2 separate regions of the Arachis hypogaea genome follow, and region 1 is linked to region 2. A link is a contact called in public Hi-C data. All regions are on one chromosome and are shown on one strand. The core of a region is the stretch at or near the end of the contact, and the rest is flanking DNA. Distances in the headings are between cores, read along the strand shown.

The links. A called contact is a pair of places that touch in the nucleus more often than the background predicts.
Region 1: a contact with region 2 is called in a Hi-C map of an unstated tissue, with 5 times the contacts expected there. The contact joins the promoter of LOC112776373 here to the enhancer-like site in region 2. A contact is called at or near these places in 5 of 8 Hi-C or Micro-C datasets (leaf and an unstated tissue).

Annotation. Positions count from the first base shown.
Region 1 is chr19:156,243,671-156,250,300 of arahy.Tifrunner.gnm2.J5K5, forward strand. LOC112776373 (2-oxoglutarate and iron-dependent oxygenase domain-containing protein CP2) reads right to left here and starts at 3,140. Exons shown (of 9, transcript XM_025820520.3): 1 at 2,377-3,140; 2 at 1,970-2,017; 3 at 1,508-1,684; 4 at 1,264-1,414; 5 at 1,071-1,157; 6 at 373-497. The coding sequence starts at 2,811. It overlaps LOC112780016 (fructose-bisphosphate aldolase 3, chloroplastic), which reads right to left. Exons shown (of 6, transcript XM_025824364.2): 2 at 6,443-6,630; 3 at 6,243-6,352; 4 at 6,057-6,147; 5 at 5,623-5,892; 6 at 4,759-5,419. The coding sequence ends at 5,141.
Region 2 is chr19:156,203,953-156,210,795 of arahy.Tifrunner.gnm2.J5K5, forward strand. No RefSeq gene overlaps it. Among protein-coding and RNA genes, the nearest start is that of LOC112776425, 9.0 kb to the left of the region's middle. Within about 2 kb of position 1,914, at least 2 of the 3 cell types and tissues checked have open chromatin away from gene starts, as enhancers often do.

The DNA of each region.
Region 1 (6,630 bases), core at 1,890-4,389, 41 kb after region 2:
AACAAACACGAAGCGTTATTGCTCTCAATTTGGATTGTCTCAGGTCTCAGCTTACATGACAAATTAGAATCTCCGTATTAAGCTTCTATACGAACAAAAAAACATATACATAATTTTTAGTCTAAACTTCGGAAAGAATCTGTATTTTAACAGATAAGATGACGTGGAAAAGGAGAACCTCTTATTCAGCTATTAGCAAGATCAGAGAGTCAGGGGAATATATGTAACATCCAGCATTTTTATTCAAATAATATGAATCATCAATGTTACTAATTTCTCAGTTTAACTTTAAGAATGTATTCATACATGCTGAAGAATATATAGCTAAATACATGGTATTGAGTCCAAAATACAGTAAAGATGTCGACATACCTCTAGTTGGGAATCTGAATTCACATGTGCATCACATCGAGCACCCCGGAAGAACAGTTCTCCACCGGAAAATTCTTTACCCAAGCAAATATTCAAGGTAACTTCTGAGTCATCTATATGGAAGCCTGCAAAAATATTGCTCTTAAGACTTCAACAAAAGGCTAATAAAGCTACAGGGTTGAGAGGGGAGACAGAAGTCTGGTGTGAAAGAAATCAAAGCAAATAATACATTTGTATGATAGAGAACATATGTAAGCATACGGGTACACAATACAAGAAGGAAATAGATTGAGTATACTATTAAATCAGCGCGAGAAAAATATCTAACCGCATTGAACAGTATATATAAGGCAACAAGAGGCAATCTTTTGTTAGAGTGAACTTGAATTTTAAAAATCAACATAAATTGGACAATAACTGAAATTCAGTCGGTCAGGACGAAGAAAAGATATCCTACTAAACTCAAGACATCTGACTGGCATCTCTGCATTTCATAGAATCATCGGAGCTCTTAACATTAAAAGCTAAAGTAAATACCATAAAGAGTATTGTAAAGTAAGTTAATATTAAACTCTAAGTAGAATTGCTGGAAACAACCTACATATAACTCATCTTTGAACAAAAAAAAAAAAAAAAGTTGCAGATTCCAAGCCTTAGGCAATAAGAAACTCACAAGAATACTGAGCTTCAAAACCTACCAAGTTCTCTATCCCTGTGGATCCCATATTCAACAATAAATCCATGATGAGTGTCCAGAGAGCATCCACCGAATTCAGCAAAGAAAACTACAAATTTTCAAATTGCAAGGGTAAGTACACAACTTGTTTACTTAGTTTTTCTTTATCTTAATTCTGAGTCTCATCCACTCTCATGAAGATAAACAAAAATAACCTCGTGATAAGGGACGTATGAAATCTTTCATCAGTTTGTCAAGCATGCTTTCCATGCCAAAATCATCAAGAACAACACCAAATTTATTCATTGTATTAGGTCGCATGATTTTGAATTTGGACTCGTGGACCCATCTTTCAAAATTATCCACCTAAGCAATCAAATCTTGATGAGAAAACATAAAATGCAAATGTAGAGCAGATATGATAACACACTTGAAAGGGAGCGGAAAGAATTGTGATACCTCAGATACCAACATTTCACAAAACTCTGGTTGAAGCATTTCAAATGTATAAATTCCTCTTGTGGGTTCAGCCAGTATTCGTCTAAAACCTGCTTCCGTATTTTCTCTAATTGCATCGAGAAACGAGGGCACAAAAAAGTTTTCAGCATCCATGGTATATATCTCCTTATATAATGGCTACAAAAGAAAGGTGCAGTCAACAATTGGTAAGATCATGAATAATTAGCACACACATGCCACATATAGAGAAGAAGACAAGATAACAGTTCTCAGGTCAGCAAATTCTGGCATCAAAATGGGATCGTTTCAGGTTCCAATAAATAAGTGCCAAATAAAAGGTGCCTCCATCAGAAGTCTTAGATTATCCCATGAACAGCATTCCAACAGTTAAAGATCATAAATGAAACCATCAAAATTTAGTTAGAAAGGGACAAATCAAAACCCATTCCCAAGAAAACTTACTTGATAAGTGGACATGATCTTCTGCCTATATTCCTTGTGCTTTTGAATCTGTTCAGTCCAACACAGAACAACAAAATGTCAAAAATGTGAACAACAAAATAACGCCAAAGGCAAAAACATAGCACAAAATAGGGGAAAACGTAAAGTATTCATATCACTGCAAAAAGGGGATTGAAATTTGAAAGAGAATAAAAATTTCTCCTTTCCCACTCCAAAAACAATAAATACACAACATCTTCCCCTAAATTCTCTCATAATCTCCCCAAGTCAAAGCAACACTGCATTTCCAATCAAGGGCAACATCAAAATCAAGTTTTTATACAAAACCACGCGCCACCCAAATTCAAAAACCCTTACTTTCCAACAAATTGAACAAAACAGAGAAAAGCTGGGAAATTGAATGATACCCGAACACGATCACCCTCAGAGGAATATCGCATGAGAATGCTACTCATATACTGAGCCTTAACATCACGCGGCTTGTTGAGCATGTCGGGTGGCATGTATTGCTCCAGCGAGCTGAACACGCGTGGGTCGAACCCCAATTGCAGGTCTTCGTAGTTATCGGGCTTGTGGTCTTGCTTTGGGTCCGAGTGCAATCGCGTCGAACATGGCGTCAACGATAACCTCTGATTCTGTGGCCCAGCCACGTGTCCGTTTCCGATGATGTTGGTGGACACGCGGGGGTGTTGTTCCAGCTGTTGTTGTTGTTGTTGTTGTCGTTGGTGTCGCTGCTGAAGATGATGCTGCTGCTGAATAAGAACCTGCTGCTGTTGCTGCTGAAGAAGCTGAAGTTGTTGCTGATAGGTTATGCGGGGAAATGAACCGTTTTGATGAGCCATTTTTGAGAGAAAAGAGTGAAAAAGAAGAGGGCTTTATTATGTTTTATGAGAACATTGACGGTGGTTTAGGGTTCAGAGGAAGTAACGTTCAATTTTTGAGAGCGGAAGAGAGTCTCTGACTCAGACTCAGACTCACTCCCATGTGGAAGATCGTCGTCTCTTGTCAGTCGCTTCACAGTGCTGAAACCTCAAGATCTTAATCAACATAAAAACCAGAATTAATTATTCTTCCATGAATATAATTTGAAGGGTCACTCGTTTTGTAAATTAGTCATAAAACATATTTTTAATCAGATTTGTTTTTTAAATATTTTAAATTAACTATGTTATTTTTTTGTCAATTTTTTTATTAACGGTATCAGAATTTATTAATGTGGTAAGTTAAGTAATATTATAATACACATATAGGAATCTTAATTAATTATTAACATGATAAGTTTATAAAATTAGATCAAATCAAAACTAAATTGAGAGTAAAGCACTCAAATTCTTTAATTTGGAGTTAATTTGATTTAATTTCATAAATTTATATGTTAGATTAAGATTATTAGGTATGTGTTGTGGTATCTTTTAACGTGTCACATTCACAAATTTTAACGTCTTTAGTAATGAAAGTATTAGAAGAACTAAAATGACTAACTTAAAATTTTTTAAGGACAAATTTAATTATTTTTTTTAAAAGCTAATTTAAAGAAAGAATCGAGAACTAATTATAATATGTAAATTTCATTAAGCCAAGATAATTGTCTATCTTTGGATGTTTTATGGATAAAAGATTTATTTAAAAGAAAAATGATTGAAAATCTAAAAGTATCCTCTTAATGATCATTTTAATTTTTTAACTTTAAAAAATGTATATCTAAATTTGTATTCATTTAGTATTTAAAAATAATTAAAAATAAATTAAGACTCCTAGTTATTACTTATTCAAAAACTATTGAGTTTTTTATTTTGATATTTTAAGCTGATTTATAAGTGTTAAAAATAACTTTTATTTTGGATTTAGATAAGAATATTATAAAATTCTATGTTTTTTTTTATTTTTTAATTTTTTACCAAAGAAAGGAAGACTCAAATCCACAACTTCTTAGATGAGTATAAAAAAAACTATGTCATTTAAACTATAAACTCATTAACATAAAATCCTATGTTTGCCCATAATTGAATGTTAGTATATAATTTTTATTTTCTATGTTTTTCTCTTATTTTTTTATGTACTTTTTTTTGGTCATACATAATTACACACTAAAGGTTCTATCATAGCCCACCTACTGCTGAGATTCGAACCTGGGATGTGGCTATTACGAGGCCGACATTTTCTCTTGCTTTTCTCTTGCTTATACCAATAAAAAACGATGAAGATAAAATGCTACTAAAACAAGGGATACAAAAGAAAAAGAGGCCATATTTGTTCATCAAAGTTCATTTGTCATTAACTAAGTTGGATGTCATTAACTAAGTTGGAGTGGTCCAGTGGTTAGTTCACTAATCTGTTTAAACAAGCGTTGAAAATTCGAATCCCACTTTGTACCTGCAACAACTTATTAGCCAACAATAAACACTTAAATAAAGTTTAGATTGATCTAGTAGTTAGCTCACTAGTCCGCTTAAACAAATATCGAGAATTCGAAAATAAAACTTTGATCCTTGACGGATTAGATAAAAAAAAAAAGTTCATTTGTCACTACTTCAGCGTGATTGAAATTTTAAAAACTTATGCTCAGTCAATCTCAGAACAATTTAGAAATTAACTTATTATTATATAAACAAAACAAAAAATTGATTTGACTATTTATTCTATTATAAAAATCCTATTTAATGTAATATAAAACAATATTTTACATCGGTCATTTATCAACTAATATAAATGAGAAAATGCCAAATCATCTACATATTACTAAATCAGTTTTGGTTAAATATTGTGGCAAAGGAAAGAAACAATGCTAGTTAACGAAGAAAAACTGAGCGATTATTCGCACTTCTCAATACTAAATATTGCACTCATAAAGGATCCGATATACAGCCCAATATTTAGTTTCCTATCACAAATGGCACTATTGAGTATTGAACAAAAGCTATGAATAATAGCACAAATAATAACTAAGTAATAAACTTCGTTTTACTTTTGTTTTTTCCAATTCCGAAATTAAACTTAAGGCCAACCTGGAGTGGCACCAAGAAAAGCTTGCTTACTTGCTCCCACTTTATTCAAACTCAGTTGCTAAGTGTTGAAAGGAAAACAAAAATACAACACCATCTAAGTCCTTCTCAGATTTTGCTGATGCTAATTACGAACGAGAAAGATGGTTAACTTATGTGCCAAAGGCTTCTAGTAGGTATAGCCCTTGACAAACATTCCCTTCTTGGCTTCTTCGCTTTCACCCTCGGCAGAATATCTTCCCAACTGAGCCAAGGAGTTTGCTTTTGCGCGCACCAAAAGAGACTTTTGAGCCGCTTCCACATTCTCGGGGCATCCTTGCCATGTCTTGAGCACAGTGTTCTGCAGAGCTCGTGCATATGAAAATGAAACGTGCCATGGGTTGGGACTTTGGTTCATTGCGTTAAGGTTCAGTGTTGCTTCCACTTCAGATTGTCCACCAGACAAGAACTGAAAATACAAATGGAACATAATTTACGGTTTATTATAGTGATTGTAACTTCCAAATTCTAGTATAAATGCAATCTTAAATGTAAAAAGTAATTAAAATTAGCATCATCTCAAATCCTAAAAGACACGATACATGCACTCAACACGATCATAATGCTACGTATCAATTTGTGATAAGAGGAAACAAAGAACAATAGATGTACCATGATTCCAGGGACTGCAGGAGGAACTCTTCTTCTAAGCATGGTAAGTGTATATTTGGCAATGGTTTCTGGAGAAGCCTTTTCCTTGTGCTCGGCCCCAGGTGTAACCATGCTAGGTTTGAGCAAAATTCCCTCAAAAATGACATTGTTTTGAGCCAAATAAAAGAAGACTTCTGACCAGACCTTCTCTGCCACTTCTAATGTCCTCTCAATCGGGTGATCACCATCTAGAAGAATTTCCGGCTCTACAATTGGAACAAGGCCATTGTCCTGCAAAGAAACACAAATGATGTCCATAAATGTAATATAATTGGTAAATCAATTCTAACTTTTCACATATGCATGGAGACCAAAAGGATAAACTAAGGAAATGCACCTATTACTATGAGAATGAGCTAATTTCAACAGAAAGAGAGTCAATAGTGAAACAATACCTGAGAGATAGCAGCATATCGTGCAAGTCCCCATGCTGCTTCCTTAACAGCTAATGCAGAAGGACCACATGGAATGCTAACAACTGTCCGCCTGTACAATACAAAAGCAAACAATCAGTTACATTCAATTTCGATAGATCTTATCCCCAAGAAAATTTCTTAGAGAATAAAAGAAGAATGACTTACCACTTGGCAAATCGAGCACCTTGCTTGTAGTATTCAGCAGATCTTGAAGCCAATCCATCTAGCCCTTGGCACCAAGATTCATTGTTTGATCCTGGTAGTGGGACCAAGCCCTAAAAGGAGACAGAAAAAAGGATTAATTACTAATTAGTAATAGTAAGACAGAATTCTAGTGACATGAAAGAATTACTCAAACAAGAAACCTTATCAACTTTGATGCCAGGCACAATGTTCTGCTCACGAAGGCAATCAACAAACTTCTTTCCATCGGTTGTTGACTGGTAAAGGGTTTCCTCAAAGAGAATGGAACCAGAAATGTATTCACCAAGGCCGGGTGTGGTCAGCAGAAGCTGCCTGTAGGCCTGACGATTGACCTCGGTGTTGTCCAATC
Region 2 (6,843 bases), core at 664-3,163:
TCTTTATTGTGACTCTAATCTCATTATATACTATCACCATTTTTATATTTAATAATTATTTATTTCATCCATCACTAATAATAACACATCATTTAAATTTAAGAACATCAACAATAACATCATTCATTGCAACTTAATCCTTTAAATTCAATAATATAATAATTTATATTTTTTTTTGAGAGAGTGGGGGAGAGAGTGAGAGAGCACTAAAATTGCTGCCGTTGTTATTCTTGCACTCCAAAACCGCTGCTATTGTTGCTCTATTTGCTACTTCAAGGGCATTTTTCACTCCTTCAAAAAATTCATCTCTCTTTTCAAGTAGTAGTCTCTTAATTAGCTTTATCATGAGGTCATAAATTGCTTCTTAGATCTTGAAATCAGTATTTTAAAATAGTAGATTGTCTATTTTTCTTTTATCACGAGTTCAATTCCCTTAGAAGTTAGAACTCTATATAGTTAATGTTGTAATTTTTTTAAATAAAAGAATCATAATATGAGCTATTAAATTCATAAAGTCAAATTATTTGGCATCAAATTGAGTGATGAAAATTTTTTGTTATTATCTCTTCAATACTTTTTAAATATAACGTCTTTCTTAAAAGAGTCCTGGTAGAGCCAATGTACAAAATGTGTACAATAGTGGGCTATATGAGTTATAAAATGAGCATCACCCATAATATTCAGAATAACCATAAAAGAATCGAACCGAACTCTTAACCTTTCGGATCTAAAATTTTAATACCATGTTATGATACCACTCATCCCAAAAACTTACGCTGATAGGAAAAGATAACACTAATGATTATATCTCTAATACTCCCTAAACCTCCATTATACGCATTGTACAAATATTCTATTGACTCCTTATACTTTCCTTTTTTAAAATTAGAGATATCCCTGGATCGTCAAAGTGAATCTTTGGACTTTAATGCACTTGGGTTTGATTTTTAGTCGTATTATAAGTTTCAAAATTTGTGTTGATAGCTATGGAAAAGGAGCAATTTAAATTGTGAGAAATGCGTAAATGTCCAATTTCATTTGAAATTACGTGCCGATAACCATTATTGTATTGATTTGTTCTAATCTGATGCTAAAACCAGCTTCTGGAATGGTGAAAATATTTAATTTTTCTCAATCTGACTTTAGTAATATTTATATTAATATTGTTAGTAGTTTGAATTTACTCATTTGCATTTTTTTAAAACCCACGATTGGGTACAATAGAAAAAAAAAACTCTATACTAGTTTTTTTATAAGAGAAATATAGCAAATTGATCTCTCCACTATCTCAAAATACAAGAATGTACCACGGACTTTGAAGGTCTTGAAATATTTTTTCCCACAGAAGAAAGCAGAAAGTTCCTTAAACGATTATACCCACATAATCATCTGATCATTTGAAGTTATATATTCATTTGTGAAATTTTTGGACAAGTCAAATGAGTAGTCAACACATGAATCCAAACTTTACTATGAACGATAATTCAATCAAATTCTGATTTTCATTTCCCTATAACTTTTGCGAATTGATAAGGATCATCTCTATAATTATTTTCAATTCATTACACATTGTAAATTGGCTTAGATAATATAACATATTTATCCATAAAATAATAAAATGCAAAGCGAAAATAGTTCAGTTCAGCCGACATATGTGTGTGTGTGTTTTTTTTTTTAATTTTGTTTTTGGGTGTTGTGTGCTGGGAACAACCAAGAGATGGAAAAGAGAATAACCCAAAATGGAAAAGCCCTTAGACGTAGACATATAAATAGTTACAATGTAAAAAACATGGAATGGAGTGGGTTGGCTTACCTTACATTGGATTCTATATTGTGCTTAGCAACATCCACTTCAAGACAAGGCCCACACTGAAAGAACTTTTCTCGAACCAATGTGAAATTCGTGTTCACATACAAACCTACAATATATTTATAACCCTAAAAGTGAATTGCATGATGCATAGTCACACTCACACCACACATACTCACATTGTTATTAGTGGTACATTAATTAATAAATTTAATTTCAATGCACTATTAATATAAAATTATTTTATATATATATCTAATTATATAACATTAGTAAAAATATTTATTTTTTATATTATTTATGTGAATAATTATTTATAAAAATAATTATAAATATCATAAAAATGTTTATCCTAAAAGCTTAAACTAATAAGAAAAGAAAATATAAATAATTATATCTCTAATATTTTTTTTTGGATTTGTTTAATTTTTATAATATAGAACTTTGATTCCATGTCAAAAATTAGTTCATCCCAAAAAGTTAAAACTGATAAAAATAGATAACATAATTAATTGCGTGAATATCCCATTTAGTCTTGACAATTATTTCGAAAGGGCAACAAGATCCAAAAAAAAAAATACACCCAATTTAGCTCCTAATTTTTTTTGGGACTGATTAGCCCCTGTGTCAAAAAAAATAGCATTGACTTTTTTTGGCACAAAGTCTCGTTGTCCTTTTGAAGTAATTGTTAGAGGTTAGATTGAGTTTTTTTTTTTGTCAAAGACCTCGTTGTCTTTCAAGATAATTGTCAGGGACTGTTTTAAATTTTTCTCTAAATAATTATATTTTTAACCGCGATTACACCACTAATACATCAAAATTAAGCTCTAACTCTTAATTAATTAAGCTAATGAAAGGCAAAAATGATGGCATGAAGCTAAGGTTAAAAAGGGAAATGCGAGTTTTTGCATTCATGCGGGATCCAATGTCGTTTTGCATTGGAAGGGACCCCCTCACGCGCCGCTTCCTTGTTGCATTGCACGTGCTCTATCCTTGCTTAGAGTCGGTTTAGTACTAAGTAGAATTATTGAATTATCCGAAACCTAATGACATAATTATGACGTAATGCTGAGGTATATCGTTTAAATTCTTATTTTTATAACCTACAATATCAAAGCTGTATTATGTAGTATTTTTCTAATTGAAATACATATTAAATAATATTATACGAATATATATGTTGTACATATAGTGTTTTTCTCTTATGATTATTGTCGTTACCTTCACGTTTGTTTATTTCTCTCTTTGCTATCACAGTGAAAATCAAACCAAGACGCAACATCATGTTGATCAAGATCACAATGATTTGGCATTATTCATAATGTCAACAACTTCATTCCTTTAATTTCAACACAATTTGGGCCACATACACCTCTTTATTAAATTCAATTTGGAGAATTCGTTGTACCAATCATGATAGTGAGGTTTACAGTGCACTTGTTACAATTAAGGGTGTGAGTTACTGAATCGGATCGAAAATTACCGCAAACCGAATCGAAAATTATAACAACCGATTTAAAAATCGGAAAAATCAGTTTTTTTTTTTTTTGTTTTTTTACAAAATCAATCGGTTCGGTTCGATTTTCGGTTGGCTCGATAGAAATCGAACCGAACCAACTCGAACCGAAAATATGCATTAATTTCAATATTTTAACCATTTTAACCTTTAATCTAACAACAAAAATTTCCAACCCCTAACCATTTCAATGTTTTACTCTTATTATTTCAATTTATTGACTATTTTAAACCTCTAATTATTGTGATTCATATTTTGCTCATTAGAAATTAAAAACTGAAAAAAACCGACCGAACCAAACTGCTGTTGATTCGGTTCGGTTCGGTTCGATTATTGTAAAAACAACAAACCGAACGGTTGTGTGTCTATAGGAATCGAATATATCGGTTCGGTTAGTTTTTGGTCTAAAATCGAACCAAACCGAACCGATAACACCCCTAATTAACGTAAATTATTATAAGAGAGTAATGTGGATTGGAAAAATAGCAACAAAAAAAAAAAGAACAGAAAAGGAATCTAAACCGCTGACTTATTCTAACTATGCTTTTGTAACGTTGTTGCTTTAATTTTCTTTTTTGAGCTATTATTGTGGTGGCCAAATCTATAGTAAAGTGGTGATGATTGAGGTGCACACCATATTATATATGTGTTATTTCTCTATCATGCTCCATGAAAAGGGTGTTTCTATGTGTCTCAGACTCAGTCTTTATCATACCATCAATATGGTAGACAACGACTTTGCTATCCATTACGTTTCAACTTCATTCATTTTCATATTCTCCATCTCCCATTTCCTCTTTTCTTTTTTCTTTTTCACTTTGCATATATAGCACACCCAGCTAGAGGACAAATAAGAAGATAATCATTCACCTTTATGAATAATAATTATCTTAATTATTAGAGGAACTATTCGGAGTCAATGGAGTATCTGTACAATGTGTACAATTGGGGTTTAGGAATATTTGATTCAGTAAGATATCAGATGTTTATTATCCCTAATATTCGGATAGTTATTCAGGATAGTATATGAGTGTATTGTGTTTGAGAAATTAGTAGTATTTTATTTAGATGTTTATTTTTTAACTCATATTGAGCCAAATAAATAATTCATTGTACACATTGTATGTACAAATATTCCATTGGTTCCGAGAATTCTAATTATTATTATTACACAATAATTGAGAATATGTGTATATATAGCTAGGCACATCAATCGTATTAGCAAGTTTCTTAAATTTTTATATATTTGGTGACATTCAAGTGGGGATAAATAATACTATTTTGCATGCTTTATTGAAGCCCTTTATACATATATATATTGTAATTTTGAATTGTCTTTTTCTCGTTATGTTGAGATTTACTTCAACTACTAATACTCATAAAATTTCAAACACGCATGCTATGCGGATAGCCTTAGCTCAAAATGTTGACGTCCATTTTGTGGAGTCCACACTAGACTTGAAGTAATGCATGTTGGTTTCCCTTGGAAAATTCTTCACTAAATGCCGTCACTATGAAGTTTACTTCCTAATTTGAATGTGTTTGCTTAACTATTCAAATGCACTTTTCCATGTGAAGGAAAATTCAAAATAAACCTAGTGCTAAGAATATATTTAGAAGTACCTTGGCTTCTTAATTAAGCCTTAACTACTCTTAATGACCATGGTGTCAAATTCACTTTCACCTTAGTATTCAAATTAGTTGATGTTTTCGACAAGAATGTAGGATAGAATTAGTCTATGTGTTTAAAATTTGTCCCCTTTGCAACTTAGTTCCACTAGTACATATACATAAGTTAAAAAATATACGTAAGGTTGCGTTTGGAAGAGAGATCGAGACTAAAAGACAGAAACTAAATTAAATTTTTATATTATGTTTAGTGTAAAGTGTACGTGATTGAATTATATTTTAGTATCTGTTTAGTTCAAGATAAATTTGAATATGAAATAAAAATATTTACTAAAATATTTTTAGTTATTAAAAAAATACTATTAAAAAATTAATTTTAATTTTTTAAAATTTTAGTCCCTTATATTTTTATTTTCTAAAAATACTAAAAGAATTAAAATTTTGTATTCTAATACTAAAATTTTAATTCTAATTTTTTACTACTAAATATAATATTAAGTCTCAATTTTTTTATTTTAGTTCTGGTCTTTAAAAATAAACACCACCTAAATATGCAGGGAAACTTTGCAGTAAATAATGACTATTACTATAGGACTAACAAATAAAGTAACAAGAAAGAAAAAGAAATATTGTTACTTGTAACATAAACAACATGTTGTGAATATGCTAGGGTAGATAATAATAAAAAAATAGATTTTAGTATAATTATGCTACAATGACTATATTAATTGTATAAATGTTATTAAAATTGAAGTTATAATTTTTTATATTTTAATAATATATTTTTTAAAAATGTTGTTTAACAAAAAAAAATTATTACTTTAATTTTAACAACACTTTTTAAAATATTATAGTTAGTACAATCACTTCAACATAATTCTACTAGAATGACTCTAACAAGAAAAATGCATTTCCTGTATGTTATTGTCTATATTCCATAAGAATGTTATTTCAATCTAGTCCCCTAGATAGTATTGTTAGTTGTATTGCATTGGTATGCATGAAAGTAGAAAATGGTGGTGTTGATTAGTGAATGATGGGGGGTGAAATTGAAGGGCAGAAGATGGTGGGGTTAGCTGTACCTTGGGCCAATCATCGGCCCCCATATCTATGGTAATGCCCCACTACAACTTCCTCTTTTCACACCCCTCCATAATAACCTACTAATAAATACAAAAAGCTTTTGCTTCTCTTCACCTTACTCACAACAAATACTTGCAACATCTTCATTCATTCTATATATTTTGAGAACAATTTTCTTAATTTTTGCTTTACAAATGCAAGAGCCTAGGAAAGCGAGCTAGTGGAGTATTTTGCATTCCCCACAAACATGCCCTTTTAACCATATTAGACCAACAATTTCAACCCCTCACTTTTTTCCTCCTCCACATGCGTTATATTTAAATAAAAATGAGAAAATACTCAGTTTGTTCTCTGAAATTATATTCGAACTTCAATTTAGTCTTTGAAGTTTTAATTATTTTAATTTAGTCCTTAAATTTTTTAAATTTTAATCACCGTAGTCTCTGCGGTAGTTTCCATCACAGAGTCAATTAAAAAATTTAAGAACTAAATTAAGACAATTAAAACTTTAAGGACTAAATTGATATTCGAGTATAATTTTAGGAGCTAAACTGAATATTTTCTCAATAAAAATTCGTTCACAACAAAAAGCTATAATCTCGCCTTTATATACGACCCATCATGTCACTCTTTTCTCCCTATGCTCACTCTCACTCTCACTCACTCACACTCTATTCTTCTAACTCTTCCTTCATTCAACAGAAATGGGCTCCATAAGGGTACCTCGTGGGGCGGCAGAGGATGCTTGCTCCGTCCTACTAGACGGTGGTGGTGTTTGGTGCAAGGGTATTTCAGTAAATATAGG